2 separate regions of the Sus scrofa genome follow, and region 1 is linked to region 2. Evidence: chromatin contacts called from public HiChIP or PLAC-seq data. All regions are on one chromosome and are shown on one strand. Each heading gives the region's core, a stretch centred on a gene start, on an enhancer-like site or on the middle of the called end of the contact. The rest is flanking DNA. Distances are from core to core; before and after follow the strand shown.

What was found. HiChIP or PLAC-seq counts read pairs in DNA pulled down with a chosen protein or histone mark.
Region 1: an H3K27ac HiChIP or PLAC-seq map of skeletal muscle shows a contact between it and region 2, with 6 times the contacts expected there. The contact joins two enhancer-like sites. A contact is called at or near these places in 3 of 47 Hi-C or Micro-C datasets (adipocytes, embryonic fibroblasts and fibroblasts) and 1 of 2 datasets of contacts at active chromatin or transcription factors (skeletal muscle).

Annotation. Positions count from the first base shown.
Region 1 is chr7:67,691,588-67,694,912 of Sscrofa11.1, forward strand. No RefSeq gene overlaps it. Among named protein-coding and RNA genes, the nearest start is that of ARHGAP5, 62 kb to the left of the region's middle. Within about 2 kb of position 1,749, at least 38 of the 83 cell types and tissues checked have an H3K27ac peak or open chromatin away from gene starts, as enhancers often do. A contact at or near this core is called in skeletal muscle, where this site is marked.
Region 2 is chr7:67,157,795-67,160,804 of Sscrofa11.1, forward strand. All of the region lies in intron 6 of AKAP6 (A-kinase anchor protein 6), which reads right to left. Among named protein-coding and RNA genes, the nearest start is that of AKAP6, 300 kb to the right of the region's middle. Within about 2 kb of position 1,362, at least 10 of the 83 cell types and tissues checked have an H3K27ac peak or open chromatin away from gene starts, as enhancers often do. A contact at or near this core is called in skeletal muscle, where this site is marked.

The sequences.
Region 1 (3,325 bases), core at 499-2,998, 530 kb after region 2:
GGGGGATAGGAAGATTGCTTCCAAGCTCTCTTCATTTTCGTCATAGATGGAGGTGTGGTTGGGTACCACGGCTGAGAACGATGTCACATAAATAACATACTGTCCCTGCCAAGGCAGATATGGTCACCTAGAGAGGAAGGTGAGATTGGGGGCTGCATCTGTGTCCAGGGGCATGACCGCTGCTCCATGGATTTAGCCTCTCAAGGTGAGGATGAAAGTTGGGTGTGATGGCCTACCAAGGACTTGAAAGTGCCAGGCAATTTCACTTTGCGGGGGGTGCACCCACTGGGGAGGACAACTTGGATTAGCATTCTCATTCTTGCATTATCTCTGGGCTCTGATGATAGAGCCCTGAAGAAAGGCCTGGATGACTCCCACAAGCAGAGGGAAAGATAAAGATTCATTACAAACTGTTCTGTTCCTGTGATTACTAACAAAGGAGTGAGATAAGCTGGCTCATCAGTGAAACACTCCCTGGAGATGAAAGGGCTTCAGGGTTGTCAAGACAGGCAGTCTTTTTCTGGTAGAAAGTCCAAAGGTGACCACTGTGGCTGGATAGGTATCTACACCTGGCTCTAGGCTGACAATATCCAGGCAAGCCCTAGACGTGGGCAAGGAGGAGTTTCCATTGCATCTATGGGTTGCTTGGAGCTACAAATTCCTTGTTTGTCTCGTTTCTGAATGCCTCTCATACTTCAGACAAGGCCTAATGCATAGAGTAGATGCTGAACAAGTGTTTGTTAAATGTATACCAGGCTGGTGGTGGTGGTTGTTTTTTGCTATGATCATAGGTTTCTTTTTTAAATAAAAGCTTTATTGAGATATACTTCAGAAACCATGGAATTCACCCTTTTAAAGTATATAGAGCAGTGGGGTTTAGTATATTTACAGGGTTGTGCAATTATGACCACGATCTAACTTGAGAACATTTTCATCACCTTCTCTCCAAACTCTGTACTCACAGCCACCATTCCCCATCCTCTACTCCTCAGCCCCAGCAACCACTCATTCACTCTCAGTCTCTGACCAGAGTTTTCTGACCATTGTGTTCCACAGTTCTATGCATCTCTGTATAAACACACAAAGCAAAATGTCCACCAGGGTCACGTCGTCAGAAAGCATTCCCTGTGTTATCCTGGTTCTAGCTAATCCAGTCGCATCCTTTCTATCACTTACAAGAACAGATGGCTTCAGCCTTCTCCAGGCCAAGGCTGAGCCTCTGTATTGCCAAACATGTTGATGAGCACTGAAATTCAGCCCAGAATCACAATGAAAGCAAATGTGAAATACCCGGACAGCGCCAAACTGATTCAGGCATTTCCCCCACGCTCCAGTGGCTACATGGGTGACCCAGTCTGGTGTGATGACTCTTTGCAAAAATGGAATGTGGGGAATGCCAGGTCAGGGATGGGAAGTCAGGCTTGGTCTGAAAAGGCAACACTGAAGATGGGCAGTGATGTCAGCCATGGCACTTTACATAAGGAGGCACCAGGTGCTGTTTTAGGGTGAAGCCTGCGGTCTGAAGCCCTGGGGTATGAGGTTGCACTGGGAGTAGGGGGCAGAGCCTGAAGATCTCCAGGCCAGGGCAGAGCTGATTCAGGAGCCAGGACGGGCAGCCAACTACTGAACACAGGAATCTGTGGAGGCTAAACAGGGTGGTTCTGAGGACTGTTGCCAAATAGCTTGTTGCTACCTCAGTCAGATTTATTAGCCTGGTTCAGCAGTTTCTGCCTGAGAGCATTTTAAAGACACCACGGGAACTTTGAACTGGGAACTGAGACTCACTGTCAGATAACAATATGGAGGAGGTCAGCTCTTCCTTCAACAACTCAGCCTCTTGAGAGAATGAAAGTCGGTGGACACAGTCCTCCCGTTCCAGGAACATCATGGCGGCTTCCTTTACAAGAAGTGGGAAGACTTTGTGATGTTTATATTCAGCTGTTAACATATGGCTTTTCTAGGTCAGAATGTGAGCTTCTTGCAAAGAGAGTCTATGTCATTTTCATTTTGGGAATAACAAAAATGAAGTGTTTTTCAGATGACAAAAGTGAAAATGTGCCTAGAAATTCTGGCACATAATTAACCATAATGTGTCTAGAAGTTCTGGCACATAGTAACCACTCAGTAAAGACTTAATAGTGAGTGAATAAATTTCTAGTACCTGTCTCCAAGGAATATATTGTCCCACTTTTTTTCTAATTTCTCAAAGAATGAGGAGGGAAATTCTGGTAGGAAGATTTTTCACAGACTTCAATGGCAAAAGGAGTACACTTTCTCAAAAATCACTGTATTGAGGAGGGCAGTTATGATCGAATGTAAATGTTTCCTTTTAAATATGTTATCCTTATTGGGGAAAAAATGGCACTGCACATCCAAGAGGAAAATATGTGAACTGAATAAAGATTAAAAAACAAACAAACAAACAAACAAAAAAAAAACCTTGATGTGAGGACAGAGAAATAAGCTCTTAAAATTCTTAAAAAGTCAGAGCCAGCAACTACCTCACACATGTGTTGACACCCTTACCCCACTCCGTGCCCAAGAAAGACAGGGCTAATCAAGTCTAGGCTATTCTTTCCTACCAAGCTGAAGCTTAAATTCAGAATCCTTGTCAACACTGTGTTTCATGCGGTCATTCCTGGGTGGCTGGTGTTGATGGACGTAATATAAGCCATTAGTCATGGCTGAGCTGGAGTGTAGGAAGGACAGGGCGGTGAAAGAGTGTGAGGTCATTTAAGGAAGATGAGAAGGGGCCTGGGAGGAGCCCTGACAGACGGCTGAGATCTGTGGTCTGGCTCAAGCCTTCTATGTAGGTTATTGGGTGCCTGCAGAACAATCACAGCCTAACTCAAGGAATGCCCTGGGGCTGGATCTGAGACTCAGACAGAAAAAAGGTCCTATTTTCCGAGAGCCCCAAGGGGCTAAGTTGTCAGGTCATCTGGCAAAGTCTGTTACCCCAAGGCCTGAGTCCAAAAGAGCAGCCGGTTTACTGGAGGAGGAGTGAACCAGCATTAATTCTGCACCAGGCGCCGTGAATAATTGAGTCTGCCCAGAAGACACGTCTCAGCTATAAGCTGCTTGTACCCCAAGATCCCTTGCCTATGTGGAAAATGCTGATGGATAATTTGATGGAAAAAACTGCTTCTGTCCCTGTGTTGGGGGTGACATGAGGACACAGAAGGATGGACTTGTTTCACAAGTGAAAGGGTCCCCTCTGAGTTCCAAGGAAGCTGATCAGAGAAGGAATCTGTCTTTTCCTGTTTTCCCAGAAGGGGACAACAGAAAATGATCTGGGTCTAGTTTTCTTTGTCATAGCTCCTTTGTA
Region 2 (3,010 bases), core at 112-2,611:
TCTTCCCAATGTTTCCTACCCACTCTCCCCAGAGCTATCCTACAAGATCCAGCTTAACACTCTTCTCCCAGCCAATCACCCCAACCTAGTGCTACCAACACATTTTCTCACTTTTTCCATCTTTAGCAGCCAGGGGTCTGAGGGATAGTTCTAAACCTGTGGGTTTTCCTCCCATAATACAGTGTAATGACCTTCCCTCTGGTTAAAGAGTGCTGCGGGAATTATTATTTATAAGTACATAATTATAAATAAATATTATAAATATGTATAAATACAAATTATAAATAAATATGTAATATTTATAAGGTTGCTGTGTGACAATATTATAAACTAGAAGGTTGTTTGTATTTATCTGAACACACATTCATAGCATAAATTTCCCTGCATAAACTTCCTAAGGTGTCAGAGAAGTGCATTAACTAAAATTATTGGGCCAATTAGAGGAGAATTATCTGTAATACGGCGTAAGATTCATCCATCAAGGCAGAAGGCCCAGGGTCTCACAGAGAAGAGGGGTGCAGGAATCTAGGGAGACTGCCACCGGTCCTAGGAAGGAGGAGTGGTGGCCTTAACCATTGTGGGTGGGGTTGGGTAGGAGGCTGAAGCTTCATAATGACCAAGAAGGCTGAAGATAAGAGGAGAAAACCGGGTGATGGCATTTGATCCCTAAAGGCCAAAGCCATCTACATGCAAAGAGCTGCTAAGGCCGGACCCCTCCCCTCCCAGAGTAGTAATAACAACAATAACGATCATAGGAGATAACATTTACCGAATGCTTAGCACATTCCAGGTACTATTCTGAGCTCTTTACACATTTTAACACATTTAATCGTCAAAAAGACCTCTACTTTTAACCCTATTTTTGCAAGAGAGGAAACGGGCAAGGCAACCTAGGTGACAAATGCACAGAACCCCATCAGTCTGAAAAATGGAAAGCTCCTGGGCCTGAGCTGACAGGCAGCACCTTTCTCGGGTAAAGTTGCTTATTCACCATGCAAATCTCAGGCCAATCATCTTTATATGGGTGGCATTAACCACTTCAGGTGGGGGTTGCGAAGGTGGCTGAAGACATGATCTGACATCATGAGTGACCCTGACACGTTCCACACTCTCGGAGCGATTTGCCCTCATGCTGTCTGAACAGAGCACAAACAGCAGTGCTGACAGTTAACTTTAAGACATCACAACAGCCAACCTGCCAAAATGAATGTTTCCAGTTTCCTTCATTTAGCTGACCTTATTTGCTATAAATTCAGGTTAATCCATAGTTAATTCTTACTGGGTTACTCACTTGTTTACTGTCACCATTGTCCCAGGTCTCTTGGCATCTTACACACTCTGGCCAGGCCCCAAATTCCTCTAGGATGTCTGGCCCTTCTCATCTTTCAGTGCTGGGAATGAGGCATGAAGAGGTTCAGAGCGCCAGGCTCATGAACGTCACAGCCTCACACTCGCTTACCATTAGGGTCTTCTAAGGGGAATTCACCCAGAATTCCATGGAACAGAAAGAAATTCCATGTTGAAGGGATATATTCCAGTGAATCTTTTATGGAGAAGTAGCTGCATCCCTTAGTTTTGCCTCTTTGTCTCATAAAATTTCAGAACTGAGAGGTATCTTAGAGGTCACCCAATTCAATTATTTCCGAATGTTTATTTTTCGAAACTGAGGCTTGGGAAGTTACGTCTCTTTCCAAGGTCACAATGCTACAGAGGTGCAGAATTAAGATGCTTATTCTAGTTCTACTATTGTTGATGCTAATTTCCTGAATTCATAGGAAATGTCACAATAATGATAAAACTAGTATTTATGTAGCCTTTGGAGTTTATAATGACCTTTTGCTCTTTGTGATTATAATAATCTGTGCAGTGGTGTGACAAATATAATTAATATCCCATTTTAAAGACTAGGAGATTTAAACAGTAAATTTTTGCGACTTATTCAGTTTTTCATAATTTAAAAGTGGAGGGCTGTGAATTGAGCCCAGAGCTCCTGCCTTTAAGTTTCATACCCTTAAGTAAATTACTGACTTCTCTATGTATCTCTGTCCTCATTGGTAAAATGGGGATATAACAAGTGTCTTCATCAAAGAGGGATTTTTCCTTGCGAATTAAATGCTATGATATGTTATATAAATAAACGTATTAGCATCTTGCCTGACATGTTGTAAGTGGTAATTAATGCCAAGAGTTTGTTTGTTGTTATTGTTTGTTTTTCTCTTTACAGCCACACTTGTGCATGTGGAAGTTCCCGGGCTAGGGGTTGAATCGAAGCTGCAGCTGCCAGCCTACAACACAGCCACATCTAACACCTATCCAAGCTGTATCTGTAACCTATGCTGCCCTGCAGCAATGCCAGATCCTTAACCCACTGAGCGAGGCCAGGGATTGAACCCTCAATCCTCATGGATACTAGTTGGGTTCGTTAACACTGAACCACAACGGGAACGCCAACAAAATGTAATTTAATCATAGCTTTTTCATGCCAAGAAAATAGCAAAGAACTATTTTCATCTTAATGTCTAAAACTCCAAACAAAAAACTGCACCTGAATTATACATTTCAGAAGCTAAAATCCAGATGCAGTGACTAGCAGTAGCCGCACGGTGGTGCTACATCATCATTGATAAAGCCTTAAGACCCAGACATTTCTGCAGAAACCAAACTGACGCAGGACTGAAATATTCCTACTGCGTTAACCAGGAAGCAATCTGCTTAGGCTCCCTGTGGTTCTTCTCCTACAACCTTGAGCAATGACCTTGACATACTGTCTCAACAAATCCATTAGTAATGTTAACTCACAGGTTTTTGCTGGCCATTGCAACAAATAAAATATACACAAAAGAATATCATCCTTTTTTCTTAGCTTTTTTTTTTTAAAAAAATGTTATATGTTAATTTAGGATTCTCGACTTGGATTTATCCACATAATTTGCATATAAGATAACATTTACCTCTGTCCTGTTCATCCATTGTACATCTCAATTTCACATGTCCTTTGGAACCATTTATT